Regions from separate parts of the Anas platyrhynchos genome. Here region 1 is linked to region 2. The links are chromatin contacts, called in public Hi-C maps. All regions are on one chromosome and are shown on one strand. The core of a region is the stretch at or near the end of the contact, and the rest is flanking DNA. Distances in the headings are between cores, read along the strand shown.

Region 1 (4,480 bases), core at 1,392-3,891, 60 kb before region 2:
ATAATAGTAATAAAAATAATGCTTACCCATTTCACAGGAATATTGGAAAGATTTAATATCCAATATTTCCAAGCAGGTTCACAATTATCTCTACGTATGCATGTAGTTGTCCTGACATCTGCTTGCAGTCCACGATAGTAAGTTTAAAATGAGTTCTGTCCATTTAATCCTTATTTAATGTTGTGAGGAGTTGTGGGAATCCTAGTGAGAGGTAACGTGCAAGTATGGATGTTTTAACTATGGAATTGTCAATAGTAACAGACCTCACACGAAGAAGTCAAAAGAAAAATATTTTGCAGTAGAATTAAAGCAGTCTGAAATATCTCTGAGGCTTCTAATGATATGAACACCCAGAATCTGTTCCCAGCTTTTTACTACCTCCTCTTGCCTTTGTGCCTCCTAGCATCTTGTTCACTTGCTGTACTCTGGAGACAAATCTTCGGTGAGCTCCGACCACAGTAGTCCCAAAGTCTCTTTCCTCTAAGGATCCTCCTGTTCACCCTGTGCTGTAGGGATGAGAGGGTTGTATTGATGTAAACTTCACTTACCCAAGTCTTACTTTCATCAACATTTCTGTTATGTAGTCCCCTAGTATATTTAAGTCCATTTTGTTCTAGTCCTCTATAGACTTATGAAAAGAAAATGCGAGTATTAAATATTCAGGTCGGGCATTGCTCATTTGTGAATATATATGATCTCTACCAAAGTAAGGCAATAGTGTTCAGGGTTTCTGTTAAGCTCTGTCGATTTAGGTAAAGGATAATTTTAACGTGTCTGAACCTGAAAACCTCTTGTTTCTCAAATAACTTTGATATCCATGAGGTTACATTGACGATTAAGACTTGCCTGTTCATGGAGAATTTGCAGACTTTTAACATGGAGCATCTTTGTGGCGCTGTGTTGTGAGCATGTGCTGGCAAATTGACAGAGTGAAATAGGATTTCTGAGGGACTGAGGATCTGAGCTAGAGATGAAAACTGGTTTCACCAAACTGAATGTGAAAGGGAAACAATTAATTTAAAAGTTTATTTTATTTAACAATATAAAATGAAAGACTTGTTTTACGTCCATCCCAGTCATCCTGCTGTTTATCTTTAGGTACTGACATTGTCTAAAGGTCACACTATTTTTTTGGTCCGTTTTGTTTTCCAAAATAGCATTGTGGTACACGGACACTTTAAAATGTCACTACAGAAAAGGCCACGTAAGCAGCAAAACAGAGTGTGTAGAGATGGTTTCAGTGTGTCCTCTCTGCGCTCAAAATACTCTTGGGCGTTCTGTGGCCCAGTGCAGTGGAACACTGAAGGAAAGGATACATTTACATGTAAGTTCTGGAGTGATCGCCAACTTTAAGAGTGATCTGTGTATTTTAAAGGTTAAATGCATTCTCATATCCTTTGCTGGATTGGAGTCCTAATAGATACAGGAATTTGAAGGTGACACTGTTAGAAATGAGTTACAAGTGCGAGTAAAATCATCAAGTTTTACTGTAATTTCTGTCTTTTGAAATTCAGCCTCAGTCTTCTTGAGCTTTTGTAGTGTGACTGGAAAAAGCATTCACTGTCAGTACTTGTTTGGCAATTTCTCTCAGCTGTGACTTTCCTAGTATTGATCTTTAAGTCCCCTGTTAACACCTCTGCACACCGAGGAGCAGCTATTTGCACGGCTTACCTAACTCAGCATCTTGCTGTAGTTAGAAGGCACTGCTGGATATCCACGCAAAGCACTTGAAGGATAAGTCTTTTTCCTCTTTCTGTGTTGCTATAACCTGCCAGATGTATGGACTGATGTGCTGCTGATGCTATGCGTATGCCATAACAAAGCAGCCATCCCTTCCCAGCTCTGCTTGGCAGATTGGGATATGAATTCTGCCAGCTTGCTGAGGACGGCGGTTTCATCTGGCTGCTCAAATGCAGAACTTTCTCAAGAATCTGGGGCTGTGAAGGACACAGCTGTAGATGTTGGAGGAAAGAAGACTAATTCATGGTCACCTCCTGGCCTCCAGCCCAGCACTTTGCTCTTTAAAGGGGTAATTGCTTTTGTCTCTGGTCTGGAGCCAAAGCCATGTGGGACTGGGAAGAATGGCTGAAGCAAATTGGGAAATAATTGGAGGGACTGGAGAGGATGCTAGCTAGAGACAAGATGCTAAGAAATTCTTAGAATAAATTGTCTAAAAGTTGTTATAAAGCATTAGCACGTGGTGTTTTGCTTGATGATTTGAACAGGTTTTCACATAGACAGCAAGGTGCTTCCCTGACGTCTGGGACTTTCTCCCAGCTACATGCTGCATGCCCACTAAAATGCAGAGGCCATGGAGTACAGAACAGGTGGGTGGGAAGCAGGCATCCACCTGAGGTCTAATCTTTCTTAGGGGGGAAAAAATGAGCTTTTTTTTTTTCTCCTCAAAAACTTGCCCTAAAATCTCACCATCAGTGTATCTTTGGCTGCTTGCCGTTGGTGTAGCATAGCAGGAATCTTCCTGTTGCAATTCCCCTACGTGAGAGCTCCTCGCCCACACCCCATCCGCTTTCTTTCTCCACTCTCTGAAGGATTTCTCTGCGCACTGCTCCGGACAGGGCAGGCCTGTGGCTCTTCCGGAGCATTAGTGATACAATTTTGTGGCATGTGCCCCAGATTAAGAGCCCTTTACGGCTCTGGCTCTTCCTGCTTGTCTGCTCTTGTTTCCTATTGCATAACCTGTTCCCTCTGCCGGAGCAGCTTCCTTCAGCCCTGGCTGCTCATCCCACTCGTCTGATTCCCCTTGCCCTAGAGCTGTCTCTGCACTTTTCAGTGCTGTGCTGCACCTCACACGAGTGACGTCCTTCCCTTTACTGCTTTCTATTCGCTAAATTCCTTGGGATCCTCTTGGGTTGTGATGCCTGCTGAATACCAGCCAAGGAGTAGTCGGTGATGTCGGATCTTTTAAACGTGGGTTTAGCTCTGTGAGACTGCCCACAGCACTTGGGTTTCTCTCACTGCTTTCTGACAGTGGTGTTACACGGGAATCACTCTGAACATTGCTGACCCTTGTTGGCATAGGGAATATAGACGTGTAGGTCAGCCTGGTATTAAGAAATTGTTGGCAGCCTTTTAATAGACAGTTGATTCACGAGGTTCTACGGAACATCCACTATTTTTACATGCAGTGGCTTGCTGAAGACGTTGTGGTAACCTATAACGAACAAAAAGACCTGAAGCCCAGAAGTTCATTCATCGCTGAGAGCAGGGATCCTTTCTGTGGAAGTTCCTCTGTCACTGACCTAAAGCTCTCCTGGCTGGAATGGTGCAAACACCAGCATGAGGATGGAATCCCTCCTTGTGTTTCACTGTATAATGGTTTGGTTCATTTGTTTCCTTTGTCCTTTTTTTTTTTTTTTTTTTTTTTCCCTAGTTTATTTTGCAATGAAATTGCAAATGCAGGCATCCTGCAGTGCCATAACAGGAATCTTAACCTTGGAGAAGGTCTTGGGTGTGAAGTGACCACGATGTCGTTGTTCTGAGATCCAGAAATGCTCCTGCTGATACCTGTGCTCATAAAATTGTCATTCTCTGTTAGTTTCCATGATGTTAGAGATCACTGCACTTCATAAAAATAATCAGAGCATAAGGTACTTGTCCTGAGAACAGGCTACAGTCTATCAGCTGGAATGACACTTCGCAATCTGCTTGATAAAGAGGTTGGATGAAGATCTGCTGCGTGAGGAAATGAGCAGGACTAAACTTTGACTTGTTATCCTGGCTGTCCTTGGCCAGGGAAGATAAGCTGTGATAAGATTTTTTCTTGCACATCCTACCTTCCTCTGCGTTTGAGTTGTGGTTTGGTCAGGCTGCTGCCTACCTGCAGGATTAGTGGCCTTGTAATGGACAAAACTGGAGGCTGTGCTGTAGGGACCGTGCATGAGGAACCAGATTTTGTTTTCTCCCTATGTGCCTATAGATCTGGGAAGGAAATAACAAACAATTTTACGTACTGTGAAGGGATAGTGTTAGAACTGAGCAATCCATTACCTTTTTATGGACATGAGGGAACGATTTTACCTGGATTTGAAATGCCCAAGAGTGTGTCTCTTAGAATTTACTTTTCTTTAGGTTGGAGTAAATTCCAAGGAAGGGCTGTGGGATTTTTATTTTTTCTTGGTTAAGTGTAGACTGTCAAAGTCTGTCCTGGAGATTAATAGCTTTTCATGGACACTTGGTATACAAAAAAGTTTCCTAGGTATTGCGAGAAGGTATGGTAGAAAACGAAGTGAGACCAGTGATCCATTAAGTTCAGTAACCCTTCACCATGAGCCTCTACCAGGTGCTTTGCTGGAAGCTGCAAGAATTCCCCCACTGTACAAAGCTGTTCACAGGGGGAGTTTCGTTCTGATCCCAGGCATTTATCTTCCAGAAGCTGTTTGTTAACTGCTCTGCTTTGTTGCTGCACCAATGTCAGCAGTACTAATTGGTGCTAAGCACAAAATCGGTGTGGGCACCAGAA
Region 2 (4,629 bases), core at 754-3,253:
GCAATGCAAACAAATCCACACGTAAGACAAGTCACTCACGGGCTGTTAAATGTGAAGATGACACTTTTGGTTCCTTTGGATCCTCCAAATACCTCTGCCCAGATTGCTGGTGGTGAGGCAAGGATACCAAGAAACATCGCTGTAGGCTTCCCGGGCCTCGTGCCTTCTGTAGGGATTTGCTATTATTCATCAGCAGACTCCGACGGCTGGATGGGACGGGCCTTAAGTCTGACATCATGGACTTGCTCATGTGCTTGTAGGCAACCCCTTGGCTTTCGGCTAGTCTGCAGAGGGCACTCTTCAGCCCTTTGGCTGAAGCAAAGCTTGCACGGTGTGCGGCAGGAGTGTGAGGGGGCAGGCAAGACCACAAGCAAGAGGGTGCGTGACTGTGCACTCCGGTGGTTAACAAGGAACAAGGAGGTGGGTTCTCTGCATCTCCATTGCCGCTTTCTCTTCTGCCACTTGGATGGAGCTGCACCTCATTTCGAGAGCCAAAAAGGTCACAAGACAAAGCCCTGCTCCTCCTTACTGCGGCTGGGGCAGCTCTGGGCAAGGCAGAGCTTCAGATCTCCGGAGAACCTGGGAGGGACTTACCAGATTTAGATGCCTTCAGGGTTAGGAAGCCACTGAACGGGATTTTTCATCATTTTGGACTTCATTGTCTGTAGTTTGCTTCATTCAGTTCTTTGGATTTGGCCCAGACTTCAGTATTTTCTCGCACTCCCTATCTGAGAGTTTATGGGTCAGCTCAAGACTTGATGAAATCAAAAGAAGCCTTTCCAGGAAGGCTTTCCAGGTTCGTAAGGATCTATCTATAAACTTCCAGTATAAACTAAGTAGCTAGTTTACAATCAGATAGGAACACAGGAAAAATAAAGCCCTGCGTATCGCAGCACGGAAGACTACGCAGAAAAGCAGAAGAGAGACTTCTTTGAGGGGAAAAATGTAAAAGCTGCCTGATTGCTTTATCAGCCTCTGCAGTAAAAATAGTAATTACTGCAATTTAAGACTAATGAATAAATCACCGTATTAAAATGTGAACAAAAAAGTTTAACAAGTAATCATATGTAATCGTTTGGCAGCTCTGTTATTAGTGTGGGCAAAGAAAGGTATTCACCTAACCTTTGCTGTAGCATCCATTGTGTTTTTCCCCCCCCACAAGAAGGATAAGATGGTCTACATGGTCTGCATGTCTTCACCTAAGGAAACACCACTGTGCAGACAGCTCCACTGAAATTGTGTGGCTTTTGTCACATCTGTGACACGGCTGTGTCACGGACAGATATTTTCCAGCTCCGTCGTGTGCTCTTTACCACTTCCCTCATTTTACCCAACTGCTCCCCAGCCTGAATCAGCATCCTTCCTGGTTTTTCTGCAGCTGCTTTCCCTTTTCGCATGACGCCACAAAGGCTCCCGACCTTCCTCCCTACAGTGCTCCTCTTCGCCTTGCCTCCCCGCCTCTCCTCGCAGTGTCACAGGACACGTTGCCCGTGATTGATGTGTTTAGTTTCACTGGGGAGGCCTTCATCAGTCTTGTTTTGCCCTGGAAAAAAAAAACAATATCGGCGACGTAATTGCCTTGAAACTGCTTCATTTGCATTTGCTTTTGACTGCACAGCTGCTGATACGCCGGTGTGCTCCCAGGTCAGCTGTGTGCACAGCACAAGCCGTAATTTGGAGGAAAGTGGTGGTTATTGACCACTAACAGTACCGCTGGTGCTGTGCTAGCCATTGCTTTACATTTTTGTTCGAGTTGGAAAAACTGGTAGCCGAGTGAGTCATGAAACCCGCTGTAGCAAAATTCGGTTGTAAATGAAAGAGGAACATTTCCATATTCTTCATCTGGCTTAATTCCTCTGCCTAATGGCTGTGTATATACCATAAACATTGTGAAGGAGCAACCATGGAAACACTTGTTTTCTTGCATTGCTAAATTTACTCTGGGTTGAATATTAACACAGCGCCTGGCATTACTTTAAAAGCAAAAATAGCTAAAGCGTGACTCACTGTGAGTCATTTACTGCTCGTCCTGCTATACTGCCTAGAGCTTGACATTGAACAAGTTGGCAGCCTGCGTTGCTACATTTTTTTTCTAGGAACTTTGAACACATTTCATTCTTGTGAATTCTCTTGTGCAACAATATTAAACACAGCAATGTGTTTATTTTGCTTCCAAAGTCGAATGAATCAGAAAATGGTGAAACAAAGAGTATTTTTCTTGGAGATTCTGGAAGAGCTGGGTTCTGAGAATTATTTTTTAGCTGCAATAACAAAGTGATTGCATGGATGTTAAAAGTTAATTACACTTTATCCAGATTATATAGCGTATATTTTAAACATTTTAACATTTTCTTTTTTTTATTATTATTTACATTTTCAGCAGAGGCATGCGTGGAATCGGAGTACGGAGCCTGTAGTTGAGAACGTTTTCTCTTTGCTTGGCAAAGGATTTCAGATGGGAAGTCAGACAGCTCTACGGGGCAGACAAAATGAGGCAACTGTGTTCCTATTGGCCTGGGTATTTCAAAGGCACACCCTAAATATGGTACTTGGTATCCGACAGCGAGTAGCTCGCTGGCCGACTGTGGGAATGCCTCTGAAAGATCACCTGATTTCGGTCAGATGGGAAGGGGTAATGAGAGAGGGCTGAAACCAAAAGCAGCGTGCTGAGGCAACCATGTGATGATAGCCTGAAATACACTGGCAGGGCCAAATATCACTCATCAGTATGCTAAAACTCGGTTTCCAACTAAATGTCATTTCTAACTAAAAGTCACTTCTGAGAACAAAAGATAACAAAACCTTAACGTGCTTTAATATTTTCCATGCTCCTTTTTTACATTTTGAAATTATCACCATGGCTTGTGGAGAGCAAAAAATTCATTGAAGGGAAATGTTATGCTATCAGCATGCAACCATCTGCCTGTGTTTAAAGGATTTACCAGAAAACAAATTAAAATACCAATAAAGTAAGTTCAAAACATCTGGGCACAGTTAAGAAGTTTGTTATCTATCTCTTCCTTGAACTTCAGATGATGAGAATAGAGACTGGATGGTGTGTTCATCCCTATGTTTAATAATACATGCTGTTGCAGGATCTTTATAAACTAAAGAGTTTTCTCTTTCTAATCTGTTAGAAAACCAACCTCAGAAATTTGATTGCAGTGGTTTCTCTATAAAAAGTCTTGTTTTGATGACTGAAGAGAGAAGCAAGAATTATTTATTAAGCTTAACAGTAGCATCCTATGCATTGTCCTGATGTGCTCTGTTCTATAATATTTTAACACAGATTTATGAATAAAGGTACACACATCACTGCGCTGAAGAGAATTCTTCTCTTCGAGACTTGAAATTGTTCAGTAAATTTAACTAAAATAAGGCTCAAGTCATTTTTCTATAGGTTTTCCTGACTAACAGTCATACCAAAAGTGATGCTGTGTAATTTTCCTAGATTAAAAAAATGACTGTGTTATAGCAAACAGTGTAAAGTGGGACATGGTTCTGATGTTTTTCTGTGTTACCTCTTTGACAGTGACCCCCAAATCACTGCTATTAAAATGGTTTCAGTAGTTACTCATGGTAGATGCTCTTTAGCAATCTCTTCAAAGCCACTGAGGCTGTACCTCAGCCACACCTCCAGACATGTTATGCAGAATATAGACATGAGAATTTATGTTAAGAGTAAGACTGTGCCTTTTAAAAGACAGCTCTGTGTAGGAGGCTTTTCTGCTCTGAGGATCATCAGGAAGATTGGAGCTGCCTAAGGCATGATATCTCTTGGGCATCTCCTTACACGCCGTGTAAGTGATGTTTCTGTTAAGCTGCAGCAAATCATTCCCCTCACTGTGCGTGTGCTTCTGTGTACACCTTCACACTTATCAGCACGGAGAGGAAGGGCAGGGCAGTGACGTGGAGTCTTGCTCTTTAGGACATACCAGAAGATGATGCGCTGAGCTCCAGGTTAAACTCACAGGAGCAAGGTAGTCTATCACCAAACGTGAACTTTATTACCGAGTGCTAACTATTTTCCATAAAATGCCTAAGAAACACACTACTGAATTGAAACTGGCATCTTGTTACATCTACATCCTAAAGTGACAGACGAAAACTCTCAGTTCTCAAATCACTTTCTGTTCCACTTATGAATCCAATCTGATTTTCTTCAATATTTTCAAGTGATAGAACAAACAGAACACATTTTATAAAGCTGTAAATCATGTGCACAGTGCTGCAAGACTTCACATCCATTCAGCTGCGAGGATGTCCACCTTGTTGCATTCTTCTCTTGGGTGTTCCAAGCGTGTTTGAAGTATAGGAACCAATATGACTGTAAGATGTCAATGGAAAAGTGACTAACAAAGCAGTAACAAATTGTATTCTACGGACATATTAAAGTTTCAGCATTGCCCTCAGCTGCAGAATGAAGGCTTTTTTTTTTTTCCCACCCTTCAAATTCATCTTATCAGGTCCATCTAACCTGGAGAACTCTTACTCATACATAATGGGTAGGATGCTTAGGATAAAATTCCTTATTGCCCATAAGCTTTGAATAATATTCTTATTACTAAGCAAATTTGACATAAAAATGTAGTGCTTGCATGATGGCCAGAAAAAAAACAACCAACTGTT

Evidence for each region. A called contact is a pair of places that touch in the nucleus more often than the background predicts.
Region 1: a contact with region 2 is called in a Hi-C map of subcutaneous adipose tissue, with 1.9 times the contacts expected there. The contact joins two enhancer-like sites. A contact is called at or near these places in 3 of 8 Hi-C or Micro-C datasets (liver, skeletal muscle and subcutaneous adipose tissue).

The regions. Positions count from the first base shown.
Region 1 is chr2:11,337,237-11,341,716 of IASCAAS_PekinDuck_T2T, reverse strand. All of the region lies in intron 2 of NSMCE2 (NSE2 (MMS21) homolog, SMC5-SMC6 complex SUMO ligase), which reads left to right. Among named protein-coding and RNA genes, the nearest start is that of WASHC5, 10 kb to the left of the region's middle. Within about 2 kb of position 2,641, at least 5 of the 8 cell types and tissues checked have an H3K27ac peak or open chromatin away from gene starts, as enhancers often do. A contact at or near this core is called in subcutaneous adipose tissue, where this site is marked.
Region 2 is chr2:11,275,990-11,280,618 of IASCAAS_PekinDuck_T2T, reverse strand. All of the region lies in intron 4 of NSMCE2 (NSE2 (MMS21) homolog, SMC5-SMC6 complex SUMO ligase), which reads left to right. Among named protein-coding and RNA genes, the nearest start is that of TRIB1, 64 kb to the right of the region's middle. Within about 2 kb of position 2,003, at least 4 of the 8 cell types and tissues checked have an H3K27ac peak or open chromatin away from gene starts, as enhancers often do. A contact at or near this core is called in subcutaneous adipose tissue, where this site is marked.